Regions from separate parts of the Gossypium hirsutum genome. Here regions 2, 3 and 4 are each linked to region 1. Evidence: chromatin contacts called from public Hi-C data. All regions are on one chromosome and are shown on one strand. The core of a region is the stretch at or near the end of the contact, and the rest is flanking DNA. Distances in the headings are between cores, read along the strand shown. Region 1 holds the start of LOC107901724 (probable ubiquitin-conjugating enzyme E2 24). Region 2 holds the start of LOC107895351. Region 3 holds the start of LOC107895347 (50S ribosomal protein L21, mitochondrial). Region 4 holds the start of LOC107962327.

Region 1 (3,443 bases), core at 312-2,811:
TGGTACTTAACGATTAAACTCTTAACGGATTGTTAATTGGACTTGCAAAAAAAAAGAAAATTGTTCTTTTAATCATTTTAAAAATTACAAAATTTCAGTTAACACTATTGCTATACCCACAAAGTTTTAACTTTTTATGTTTAAGCAAAGCAAAATACATCGATTTACTATAGCTCCGCCCTTTATGACATTGTCGCTGTCTTTGCTCCATCGTCTTTCACTTGAACAAGAAAAATTTGTCATGGTTTTAGTGTTCGTGTTAACAAAAAGTTGTGCATATTATTATTTTTTAATTTTTTTATTTGATTTAATTGGAATACAACTATTGTGGGGTTTCAATGTTTGGGTTAAAGGCTTTGTATTAAAAAAAAAACCTTAATATATATAGTTTTTCGGTGAAGAGTTATCACCTTTTTATAAATCATGGTGCATTTTGAAAAAAATGGTACAACTAAATTATTTAGTTGGGAAATAAATAAATAGGAAAACATAGTAATTAAGAAATTTACATCAGTGTCTAGATAGGAGGACGAAATTGAGGTGATAGTGGGAGAAGATGGTGACGAAAGTATATCAAAAGCAAGATTTAACATATTTTAATATGAGTTGTTGATAGGGATTTAAAAGATTAACTTGAAAATTTTTAAAGGAAATAAAAAGATTTTTTTTTTCTTTTTTATAATTATTTTAATCAAGTTTTTAAACATTAGTGACTAAGTTAACAACAATTATTTTAAAATAACTAAAATAATAAACGATAATTTAAGGTTACTTCCAATTAGAGCTGATTATGGGCCGGGTGGCCCGGCCCGAAGGCCTGCTCGAAAAATGGGAGGGTTTGAGTAAAAATATAGACTTGAAAAATGGGCTTCGGCAAAAAAAAGAGGCCCGTTTAGAAAACAGGCCGAGCCTCTAGTAAGAGTTTTTTTGCCCGGGCTCGGCCCGGCTCGGCCCGAATTATATATTAATATATTTTTTTATTTTATTTTAATCATTTTAAAATTTTAATATAACTATTTTTTATTATATTGTCAATTTGTGTATTGTTTTAATAATTGTTTTAATATCATTTTTATTTGTTTTAATATTTATTTTTGTGTTTTTAAATATATTAGATTTATTATATTTTTAAATTTTTTTATTTAATGAAATAAGAAAAAAAATTTAATATGGGTCGGGCCGAGCCTGGCTCGAGCTTAACAATTTTATTTCAGGCCGAGCTTAAATAAATTTTTAGGCTCAAATTTCAGACCGAGCCAGACCCGGACCTTATAAACCGACTTAAAATTTTATCTAGACCTGACCCGAACCCGATCCGACCCAGCCCGACCCATGATCACCTCTACCTTCAATATAAGAAAATGGGGGAGAGACTGGCAGGTTTTTCGTGTTGCCACTTGCCAGCTGCCACCAGGTAAGCTCTAGTAAATAATTAATGGGTTATAAGGGGTTGATTGTGAAATGAGAAACATAAGGGGCAGCATTGTCATTTTATATTATAACTAAGATTTGGTTATGCGAAAGTACAGCATAATCCAGATTCCACTGTATATTCTCTTTTCTTTTCTTTTTTCTGTATTAATTTCCATAAATAATAAACCAAAATGTTTTCTCCTTCGAATGTGGAATGAATGGGCAAAGCAAAGCACCATTAAAACTTTTTCCTTCAACCTTCCATAGCTCTTTCCAGCGAAAACCCTGAACGCGTTTTAGAGAGGGAAAGAGAAGGGACTGTTACTGTTTGTTACTGTATTCCAATATGTTGTCCAGCTTCCTTAATGGCGTCCTGATTGTTGGTATTCAGAGAGAAGACGAACCTCTCTGAATTTCTTAGTCTCTTTTTTTTTTCTAAAATTTTAAAATTCTGTTTATATTGTTTGGACCTGTTAGAAAGAGAAAGAGACGGCGAGGAAAGACAGGCGAGAGAGAAAAAGAAAATTAGAAGTCGTTTTCTGAGTTTGAGTTGACTGGCTGTATCGGTGTATGATTTGTCGCGTTTCTTTCATTCGGGTTCATGGCTCTACTCGTATTTAGAAGCGGTAAACGGTAAGTTTTTCTAATTTTTATTATTATTTAATTTTCTTTCCTTCGTAATGGTAACTCTTTCAATCTGTTTGTTTCTTGGATTTTTGTCTTTTATAGAAAGCTTGTATATCTCTTAGAACTGGAATTTTCTTTTTGGAATTCGAGCTTCTTGTTTAGGTTTATATTTTATTTGACATGTAAGTAAACTAAAATACATATGTTTTTATTTGAATTTTGGATTTTTAAATTTGTATGCAAAGAAAACTTTGTTAAAGTAGCGAACTTGGAAAATAAATGGGATTTTTATTGAGTAATGGAATTGAAGGATAGAGTATGTTGAATACTTTCTAAAGTTTTTTCGAAGATTTTAATTAGGCCGTAATCATTCCGAAATTATATTTCTTTTAATGAATTAGTCCATCTCAGTGATGAATATTATACGTAGGTATAATTGCTATTCCTTTTTATGTAAACTGTAATAAGGTTTATTTGTCTCTTCAGTCCACCTCTATATGTTGTTATTAATCTCTTGTGTGTCTTGTATTAAGACAAGAACCTTTGTTTTCTCATGAAAAGATAAATATGTGATTATTGGAACTGAATGATGCTTCTTTTATAATTCCTTTATAGCAAAGAATCTTAGGACTGGTTATTGTTGTTATCGTGAAGGTTTCATGGAAATCTTAAATGGCTTAGAGGAGTTGTGAGTTTCGACAAGGAAAAGCCATCTTTCAGATAAATTTCTTGATAGGCAACTTTCCACAGACGGTTGTCTTGGCTGAACGATTCTGATCTGTTCATCCACTTTAGTCCAACTCTTTATGAGACAGATCCTGTTGTGTTGTAGGGAAAAAAGAAACAGAAACTTCAACTTTATAATCTGGTGCATAGCATCATAGATTTTGTTAGAAACAAACAAGTCTTTCAGATTCGTGAAGTTTAAGCTTCGGTGGCAAATCTTCTTTGGCAAAAATTTCTACAGTTCACGTCAGTCAGGTGAATTTACTAGAACAGTGTTTATTATCATCATTTGCAGCTCTTTCTGGAGGGATCTTCTTTCATACTAGTAAATCAACTCTCGGCTTCAAATAAGGCACCTGCCAAGTTTAACTCCTATTACCTCTGTGAGGAATCTTCTTTAGAAGTTTCTTCCAGTATAAACTTTGTCCATTTCGGCAAATCTCCTTTGGCATTAGAGTCCTTCGTCCCTTTCGGGCAAATCTCCTTTGGCATTAGAGTCAAAATATCCTCTTCAGGATATTTTACTCACTATCTCTTTCAAACAGTTGAATCAACTGGAAGATAAATACCACGCAAATCGCAACTGAAAATTTTAGTTATATCCTTGGCTGTATTGCCTTAGCAAAAAAAAAAAATAATAAAAGCCTTGGCTGTATCCTCCTTCAGGATTGACTATT
Region 2 (3,123 bases), core at 302-2,801, 170 kb before region 1:
TTTTAATTGATAACATTGTTATTGGATTTTCAATAAATATGAATAGTTGGTGTTTTAATTTTTAAAAAATTTGATTTAAAATTTAAAGTCCAATTTCTAACACATTTAAATTTAGCAAACATTAGTTACCATTGTTATCAATTGGATTTTAATTTTCAAATTTAACTAAATGCTTGAAATTAAAAGTGAATGGACTAAATTTCAAAAAATTCTAAAGAACATAGGGACTAGAGACAAAATTAAATCTTTAAAAATTTATGTTTCGAAATAAAATATATAATATGTAAATGGTAAGAATGAAATGCATATATTATGAACAAATTAGTTGAGATTCAATATAATATATAGAGTTAATTTCTCCAAACATCCCAAAACTATTACCCTCATTCTAAATTTATCCCTAAATTTCAAGTCATTCTAATTAATCCGTAAACTATCAAGATTATATCAACCAAGTCCTTTCGTTACTAAAATTATTAATTTAACTATTAAATAACATGTTAGATCTTATGTGACATAATTTAAAATGAAAAAGATTAAGAAAAATAAATATGGTAAAAAATATATTTTTAAAAAATATTAGTTTTGGGGTTTTCAAAGTTTTTACAGAAGATTTATCATTTATTCTTCCTTTTTTTAGTTTTACTTTTAAAAGTTATGCAATAACATTCTATTTCTTTAAAATTTTCCATTTTAAATTCAATTGCATAAGATTGGCCGTGTAATTTAATGGTTAAATTAATAGTTTTAATAATGAAAAGACTTAATTGGTATAACATTAATAGTTTAGGGATGTAATTAGAATATTTTAAAGTTTAAGATCAATTTAGAATGAAGGTCACAATTTAAGGATATCTGATGCAATTAACTCAAATACATAGTAGAAAAATACAAAAACATTGATTTATCAAATTCAAAAATATTTTAAGAATTGCAAACTCATTACTAAATAAGCATATAACAGAACCATTTAATTGAGAAATTGTTATGAATACTATATTTCTAAACAATTTACTACTCAATTTACATTATTTTTAAAATCCAAATTTTAAAAATTCTACTTCCCAAACACCACAAAAAGTTAAAACATATTTCAACAAACCCATTTATCATCTAAACTCTCGTTATAAAATGGTTAAAAATGCTACAAGTTTTTTTACTTTTTTTTGTAAATTTAAAATTTAATCCCTCAATTTTTATTTCACTAAATTTAATTATAGATTTTATAGATTTTAAAATTTATGTCCAATTGTTAACTTCACCTTAAAATTATTCTTTCAAATTTATTTTACAATTAAAAAAACATTTTAATAATTTAATAGAAAAACTTTGAGGATGTTAATAATTAGATTTGTATTTTTAAATTTAAAAAATAAAATGGCTAAGTTCTTTAAAATAAAAATGAGAGGACTAAATTTCAAATATAAAAAATAAAAAAGTATAGGGAATTAAAGAAGTTTTTTTTTTTTAAGATTACTTAGTTAAACTTACAAATTGTTTACTAGTCAAATAATAATATAAAATAAATATTTAAGGGAAAAAAAAAGGAGATGGAAGCGCGGAGTAATCCGGCCGACAAACTGGCGTAAGCTAAGCTGAAGTTAGCGATTAATTTCAAACATTAATAATAATAATTATTAATATTATAAACCTTTGAAATTAAATAAAACTGGAACTAACCAAAAATCACTTCCCTTTCCTATTCATCTTCCTCTTTCTTCTCATTTCATTCGGTTCCCAAAATGAGCTTTTGGGGTTAGGGTTTCTTTCCACTACAATCATGTCTATTTTTAAATCAAACCACTGATCACCATCCCTTTCAGACACAAACAAAAAACCCCAATCCCCCCCTCCCCACCACGAAAAATGTCAACATCAGCAGCAGCTTTCAGGCTGATCTGTCTCCTCCACTCGGTGATCGCCTTATCAAGCGGCGCACTCATGATGTTCTACATGAAAGAAATGTACACATTCACCCACGGGATCGAGACGGCCACCAAGCTCTTAGGATCCACTCCACACGATCAGCTCTTGATCCGGACCTCCGATTCCTTCGCGGGTCTGCTATTGTTCGCCGTGGGGTTCTTGCTTTTCATGGTCTCATTTGTTAAAGACAGAGAGTTCCAATCATTCTTCGCCAAAGGGTGCACGGTTTTGCATGTATCGGTGGCGATGTGGAGGTTCTGGTTCGAGAGAAGAGTAGAGGATTTGGCTTGGGATTGGCTTCGACAGACGGTTGGTGACATATTGTTGGCTTTTTCTTGGGTATTCTTTTTGGTTTACTCTTGGAGAGAAAAGTATGATTAGATTTCAATTTGTTTTTGTTTGCTGCTTGGGTAGTTATGGTGTATATTTTTGTGAAGTTGATAAATTTGGGTTGTTTTGATTCGAAATTCAGTGTAAGATGATTGGGTATGAATCAGAATTTGAAAAAGTGATTTATTTACACTTGATTGTTCAATCTTTCTTGCTATTTTTTTGTTATTAAAATGCTAATGATCTCGTGAAATGAAATTAGATAAAGTGTTTTTAGGTTAAAATTGGGTTCTCCTTGTACCTAACATACTGAAATATACTTCATTTAAGGATGAGATAAGCGATTCTGGTACTTCACTCTTGGTTACACATTAGACCATCCATTGCAAAATATATTGTAAGAAAATAAAGAGAGCTATAATCACAATTGCAATTATTATTTCTACCATTATTTTTTACTTTACCCAAAAAAAAAAATATGCAACTCACCACACATCCAGCAAAATATATGGTAAGCACAGACATTTTAAATGATATCAGATCACACTTCTTTTAACAGATCTGGTATTTGTGAATTTCCATTAAGGTTCTTTATTTTGGTTCTGCCCGGTGATGTTTTAAATTTTGGAATTTTATAAAATTTTATAGAAACATTAAAGAAATTATAAAAAAAATTGTAAAGAAATATAAAATTCGTAAAAAATTTATAAAAGTTATCATATTAAAAGAAGTATTTTATAATTTTTCTATAAATTTTTATCATTTTTCTCCACATTTCATGTTATGTTCATGATGGTTTTAATTGAAAAAATATATAAAATTTTACAATAATTTTTACGATTTTTAAAAGAAATTCTAATTTTTAAT
Region 3 (3,301 bases), core at 761-3,260, 130 kb before region 1:
AAGTCAGAAGGAGAATAACACACTTCTAATTCACATTATTTACATCAATCATGCGTTGATGAATGATGTTGAAAAAGTTAGGCAAATTTAAATTATGTGCAATCAACACTAGCAACTTACTTTCAAGCATATTAATAGAGACCTCAACAATATTGTTGATTTGATGGCTAAACTTGGATGAGACAATTTAAATGGATTGTGTGTTCAGGACAACCCTTCAAGTGTTGTAGCTACTTGCCTAGAGTATGAGAGGAATTGTTATATTAACGATTCTATTGTAAATGACTTTGATCATATTTAGGTTCTTAAGAACCCCCCTTTTTTTACCAAAAGAAACAAAAATTTGTATAGGCAAAGAAAATGTCAGTGCAACATCACTTATATGTGTTGGTCGTCGGACCAAATAAAAGGTGTTATAGTACTACTTTTGATAATAATAAAAAAGGGGGTTAATAACCAAATTTGCTTTTTTGGGTAGTATGCTATTATGCTTTTAAAATACAGGCAAATTTGTTACTTTAATTTATGCAAATAAAATTTACAATAAAACTTTGATATTAATAGAATTTTGCTATTTTGACTTTGAATTTCTAAAATCAATTTTTAGAGTGTTTAAATGTTTTTAAAACAAAATTGAAACAAAAAATTCTCTCAAATATAAAAACTTATTAAGAAAGAATTAAAATTTTTAATAAATTAAGAAATTTAAAAAAGTTTGCTTTTTAATGAAATAAAACCATTTTAATAATTAATTATTTTAATTACTAAAATAAAATTATAAAAACATTATTTTTATTAATTTTTGTTTCAAATTATTCAAAAAGTTTAAGTCGAAAATTCAATAAATAACCCAATAATAAATTTTAGGGTAAATTATAAAAATAGTCATGTATAATAATTAATTACTAAAATGACTTTGGATTTTGCCACGTAGGACTACTGTGAGGGAGGTAATAGGGTTTAACGGTAGAGTGAATATTTCGTAACAAAACGATAACGTAAGTGACTAAAATGTAAAATTTCAAACATAAATGACTAAAATGTAATCTGAATCAAACAAAAATGACTATTTTTATAGATAAACTATTTCTTCTTTTAACATTTGCCAAGAAAACAAAGCTTTAAAAGTGGTATAATTTTAAATTTAGTCTTTCGAATATGCTCAAAATTTAAATTTATATCTATAAACTAAATATGAAAGAACGGCTTTAAGGCATTTCAACAGGAGACATGTCCTGCTTTTTTACATTATAAAATAATGATTCAATTGTAATTACGATCACTTTAATTTTTTTAAATTTATATAATAATAGTTAAATTTTAATTTTGATAACTAAATTATGCTTAAAATTGAGATTTAATTTTTATATTTAACTTTTAACATAATTTAATACCTGGAGGGCCCATGTTCTGCTGTTCTCTTTTCATTATAAGATGATGGTCCAATTTAAATTTTGATGTGTTTACTTTTTATTACAAAACTGTGGTCAAATTTTAGTTTTAATCCTTATACTACCCTTAAATTTAAGACTTTATTTTTATATTTAATTTTTGACATAATTTAATTTTTTTCAAGAATTATGTATATGATTTACATATTAATTGTATACAGATAAATATATTTTATTACTTTATTTATTATTTTATTTTTAAATTATATTATAGAAATGATTTATCCACACTTTGAATAATGTATCATATTTTAATTCTATCATATAATAATTTTAATTTCAAATTATCTCATATTTTACTAATTTATCTTAACGTAATTCCAAATTTATTTTCATAGAAGATATAAAATAATATTTCAATTGACAAAATTTTGAAAGCTATTTTAATTGACAATTATTCTCTATAATTAAAATATTATTTTGAATTAATTATTTAAATCTCCATTATTGTGGGGGCATACAATCTAGTTAGGAATTTTACCATTAACTAGTATCAATTTAGGAATGCAGTATGGTAACTCTTTAAAAACTAATTTGAGTTCAAAAAATTAATTTCCTTACATACCCAAATATTATCGGGTAAAAAAAAAAGAAATGAAAATCTAAAACCCCGATTTTCATCTAGCCGAAGTGCTAAACCCTAGCGAGCCATCGCCTGAACTCAAAAACAAAAAACAGCGCCAAGTTTTCAATGGCTCATCGACGGTGCCTCCACTCAGCTCTCCTCCACGGCACGGCTCTCATTTCTTTGAAGAAGTCTCCGCCACTCTCCATCGTCAATGCCTTAACCCCGAAACCAAATCCGGTGATAACGACTTCCAATTTGGAACCCTCGTGGTTTACCCCCTGGTCCTACGTTCGTCACTTCTCATCCAGAAAAAGCGACGACAGCGAGAACGAAGCCGAGATGGAAGATAGCAGCGATGTAGAAGAGGAGAGCGACGAGATGGCGTCGGATATGGTTAGAGACTACTCACCTGGGGAGAAGGAAGCTGAGGCCGCCGCTATTGGATACAAAGTGGTGGGGCCGCTCCAGCGGTCCGACCGGGTATTCAAAGACTATGAGCCAGTTTTCGCAGTGGTTCAGGTATTCAATTTTTGGTTTTGGTTTCATTTTCAACAACCGAAAATTTGGAACATTATTAATGATCGTTTTTTTTTTTGAAAAAAAAAAAGATTGGATCACATCAGTTTAAGGTGAGCAACGGGGATTCAATTTTCACGGAGAGGTTGAAATTCTGCGAAGTTAATGACAAGGTAATTTGCAGTTTTTTTGTTCTGCTTATTGTAAGTTTATAGCGGCTCTATTTTCATGCCAACTTTTAATTGTCTGTTGATGCATTTTTTGGGGAGGATTTTAGTGGCTTGATGATGACATTACGTCAATGAATATTATATTGTTGTTTAATAAGATAATGCATTGAAGAGTCTCATCTAATTGAATTACAACTTTACAAGGAAGTATTTTATCAAAGGTAATCAGTGTTTTTTCTTGGATGAATTCCTTTGTTATATTTGTTTGCTAAGAAAGATTACTGAATTTTTGAGTTTTGACTCATTTATGTAGTTTCTTGCATTAAAAGGAATCATCAACTTTTAAACAACAACGGGTCAGTGTTGCAGGCTATTTGTTTATTTTTAAATAAGGAAGTTGCTTGCAATTTTAATAAGACCTGTGTCGTGTTAATAATATTTGCCTGGTACAATTTTGGAAGAAGACGTATCCAAAAAATCTTAGAGGGTTAGAGAGAAATCTCAAATAGTCTGATATTTAGAGAAATGAATCAATGACAGGTGCAGTTTTGTAAATGCTCTTTATCATCATGTTTATGTTAAATCTAAGAGAGCGG
Region 4 (3,490 bases), core at 321-2,820, 240 kb after region 1:
AGAATCAAATAGTGTTTAAATGGGAAATAGAAGCATAGGAATAATAGTGAATTTCATGATATAGTAATTAAATTACTTAAAGTGTAAATATAGTATTTTATTGTGAATATATGATGCTAAGATTTGAGAATAAGTTATATGAATGAATGATTGACGAATGAAGTAAAAAGTGGAATAGGAAGTAGGTAACAGACTATAATGGAAATTAAAAATTTGGAGGAATTGAGAAAAACAGGGTGCATGTCACGACGTGGGCATCTAATGTCACGACAATGCCTCTGATGTCAGAAAAAAAAAGTTTGTAAACAAAACCTAAGTGGTCGATAAAACTTAAATGGAGCTAACAAAAGATCGGTTAAAGCTTGAAATGTAATTTATAAATTTAATAGTAATTACAAATTGTTTTGTTAACTTGATTAGGAAGAGTATTTGAATTGAATTTATCTAAAGTTGCTTCAGCAACAAATGTAACATTCCGATGCTTGGTCTCGGTAGCGGGTCGAGTATGGGGCTGTTGCAATAAGGTTTTGTAATTGTGGGGTAAAAATATGCGAAACAAGTTTTATTTTGGTTTCAGCTTTTGTCTTTTTTGTTTCATAAACAAAAAAAGTTTTAACAAATAGAAAACATAGAAAAATTACGTTAAAAGATATGGAGAATGGAGAAAAACAGAGCGAGAAGCAGAAAAGAATGGAAAATAAAAGATAGGGGTGTTCAAATGGTTAACCGATCAGTTAACCAAACTGAACTAGTGTTAACTGAATTAATCGAACTTTTTAATCCTTTAACCATTAACCGAACTGAAATTTTTTTAAAAAAATTTAACCGAACAAAAATTTTTCAGTTAATTCGGTTAACTGACCAAATTAATCGATATTTATATGTTTTATTATTTTTTTTGTTAGAACAAATATAAAACATATCAAAAAAATAAATTGATAATATTTATTTGATCGAATTAACTGAATTAGTAATAGCTTAATACATATAATATATAAAATTATTTATTAAGTTTGATTAATTACCCAATTTCGAATTGAATTAATCGTTAACCGAAATTCTAAAAAAATTTTAACCGAACTCTGACCAAATTAGACTGATTTATTCGATTAATTTGATTTTAATTGAAGTTTGAATACCTCTACTTACCGTTACACCGTTAACGACAATTAACGGTTTAATAATTAAAATGTTATAACACATTAACGTAAGTGACTAAGACGTAACATTTGAAATATAAATAACTAAATAAAACCTATTATAAACAAAAATAATTATTTTAATAATTTAGCTATAACCGTGTCTCCTCGAAGTATACAACCGAAAGTTTGGAACATAGAACTTTCTGTTTTTGCCTTTAGGAAAGGAGAAGAAGCCACAAATGACGTGGAGCCTTACTAGTCGTTGATTTTAATATTCATTGCATCATAATATCAAAGTTTCACTTCTCCTTTAATGCACTTTCAAATATTTAAACTCTAAAACTTTAGTGATAATATTGTAAAATAATAAAATAAAATAAATATAAATCCAAAAACTAAAAATAAGTAAATGAAAGAGAGAACCACAAATTGTAAGTAGAACATGAAAAATAGTTTCACCATAAAAAATATAGATAGTATTTCCGTCAAAGAAAAGTTATAATGTATTACCTAAATAAAGAAAATCCAAGGAACAAAGATGCAGGGCGGTCGTAGTTCCCAACAGAACACATAATTACCAAACTACCCTTTATTGCCATAGCCTATATCGATGCGATTCCCCAAGCTTTAAAAATTAAAACCAAAGCTGCAAATTCGTCCGGTCGGAGAGAGAGAGAGAGAGAGAGGGGAAAGGAAATGGAAAACGTGATTCCTCAGCAATGGGCTTCTCCTTGTGGAAATCAATGCACTCACAAATACGCTGCTCTCATGCAAATTCCTTGTATTACTTCCTTTCCTTTTTTCCTCTTTTAAACAATACCATTCTTTTTATTATTTTCTAATAATTCGGGATGGAATTGGATAAGCTTGCCGATCCTTTCAATTTGGATTTTCATAGATCTTGGTTTTTTTTTGTGTATTTTTTTTTAAAATTTTTTACATTTGAAGTTTCTTCATTCAAGGTTTCGTTTAATTCGTTAGTGTCTAGGTGTTTTGATGTTTATTTGTTGTGATTGAGAGGATTTCTTTTACTGTTTTTGAATGGATGCTTTATCTCTGTTGCAAGTTTTGGGTGTAAATTTATAATAATGTGAGCTATAAATAGGCTATTATTGTGTATTTGTTTGTCAGATGTCCAAATTACTTTGTTTACTCAATCAGTTGCTTATAATATTAATTTGGGATACTCTTCATTTTAATCTCCACTTTTTTTTTTTTTTTGAATTGTGAGCAATGGTTGATTTATCTGAGAAATGTTTTTGTATGTCATCGATTTATTAACGTTGCTAACTATCACGAATTCTTGTAGGGAGAGTGTTCTGCAAAAAAGGGTGTAATGCGGATGGAGACACTTGGGAAGAGTGTAAGCAGTTTTGTTTGAGCTGTTTCTTATGATTTAAGAACCATTTCCGAGGATAGAGTTGTATTTTTGATGGAATCTGGTTTAGTCAGTGTTTTGATGTTCCTTGTTCGGCTTTCTGGTGCTTATTTCATATTTGCAATGAATTAGTTTCGTCAAAGATCTGACTGAAACATGAGTTCCAGTTATGATTTGACCTTCATTCCTTTTGATAGGAAAAATGTGCCGACTTGTAATGAAGAATGGACAACATTCTTATCACATGTTCTTGAAACTGTTGTCTTGTTATTGATTAAAGCATCAAGCATTCAATTCTCTCTCGATTATTCACTTTAGAAGGATTTCATAAAGTGGAAGAGTTCTTTAACCAACCTTAACAAAAAAGTTGTTTTCTTACACTGGCGAAATAACATATCATTTACAGCTGATTATATCTTAATTTTTATGATAATGTACTTTTCAGGTTTAGCAGAGTGTGATGAGATATGCTATAAGGATCCTGTATTAAAGGATCAGCAATGGAGTGCTTACATCGATCGCTCCCCTGGAGCTGTCAATTACTCTCAGGTATTGAATCTTGTGGCCATTCTGCGTGTCCCCTTTTCTCACTTTTAGTGACCCTAGATTTTGTCATTTAATTCATACATTTTCAGGTCTAATATGGTTGAACTGCTGTTTATTTGGTCATTTGGTTGTTAGTGCTGGTTTTTGTGTTTCCTCTTTTTGTTTTTTTACACTGGTTTGCAATTGCTCTTTAGTGTTAGACAGGTTGAGCCACAACAAATTTAGTCTTTATGTGTATCGAGGGTGATATACTCCCGTAGATGCCTTTTAAGGCATTCTGGAGTTGATAACCAGTGATGCTGCTTGATTAAATTTGGAATGATCTTGGAATTGCAATGAATCAAACAAAACGTGGTATATATACTTGAAATTATTGTGCAAAAAAAGGAAAATCTGTTACAATGACAACTTTTCCCAATAGCAC

The links. A called contact is a pair of places that touch in the nucleus more often than the background predicts.
Region 2: a Hi-C map of hypocotyl shows a contact between it and region 1, with 3 times the contacts expected there. The contact joins the promoter of LOC107895351 here to the promoter of LOC107901724 in region 1. A contact is called at or near these places in 6 of 34 Hi-C or Micro-C datasets (hypocotyl, leaf and seedling).
Region 3: a Hi-C map of leaf shows a contact between it and region 1, with 4 times the contacts expected there. The contact joins the promoter of LOC107895347 here to the promoter of LOC107901724 in region 1. A contact is called at or near these places in 17 of 34 Hi-C or Micro-C datasets (anther, callus, fibers and 4 more).
Region 4: a Hi-C map of leaf shows a contact between it and region 1, with 2.0 times the contacts expected there. The contact joins the promoter of LOC107962327 here to the promoter of LOC107901724 in region 1. A contact is called at or near these places in 2 of 34 Hi-C or Micro-C datasets (both in leaf).

The regions. Positions count from the first base shown.
Region 1 is chrA06:88,684,301-88,687,743 of Gossypium_hirsutum_v2.1, forward strand. It overlaps LOC107901724 (probable ubiquitin-conjugating enzyme E2 24), which reads left to right and starts at 1,562. Exons shown (of 9, transcript XM_041115926.1): 1 at 1,562-2,046.
Region 2 is chrA06:88,510,187-88,513,309 of Gossypium_hirsutum_v2.1, forward strand. LOC107895351 reads left to right here and starts at 1,552. Exons shown (of 1, transcript XM_016820662.2): 1 at 1,552-2,446. The coding sequence starts at 1,867. The coding sequence ends at 2,307.
Region 3 is chrA06:88,555,846-88,559,146 of Gossypium_hirsutum_v2.1, forward strand. LOC107895347 (50S ribosomal protein L21, mitochondrial) reads left to right here and starts at 2,011. Exons shown (of 5, transcript XM_016820660.2): 1 at 2,011-2,538; 2 at 2,628-2,708. The coding sequence starts at 2,143.
Region 4 is chrA06:88,923,777-88,927,266 of Gossypium_hirsutum_v2.1, forward strand. LOC107962327 reads left to right here and starts at 1,571. Exons shown (of 6, transcript XM_016898666.2): 1 at 1,571-1,923; 2 at 2,452-2,505; 3 at 2,966-3,069. The coding sequence starts at 1,839.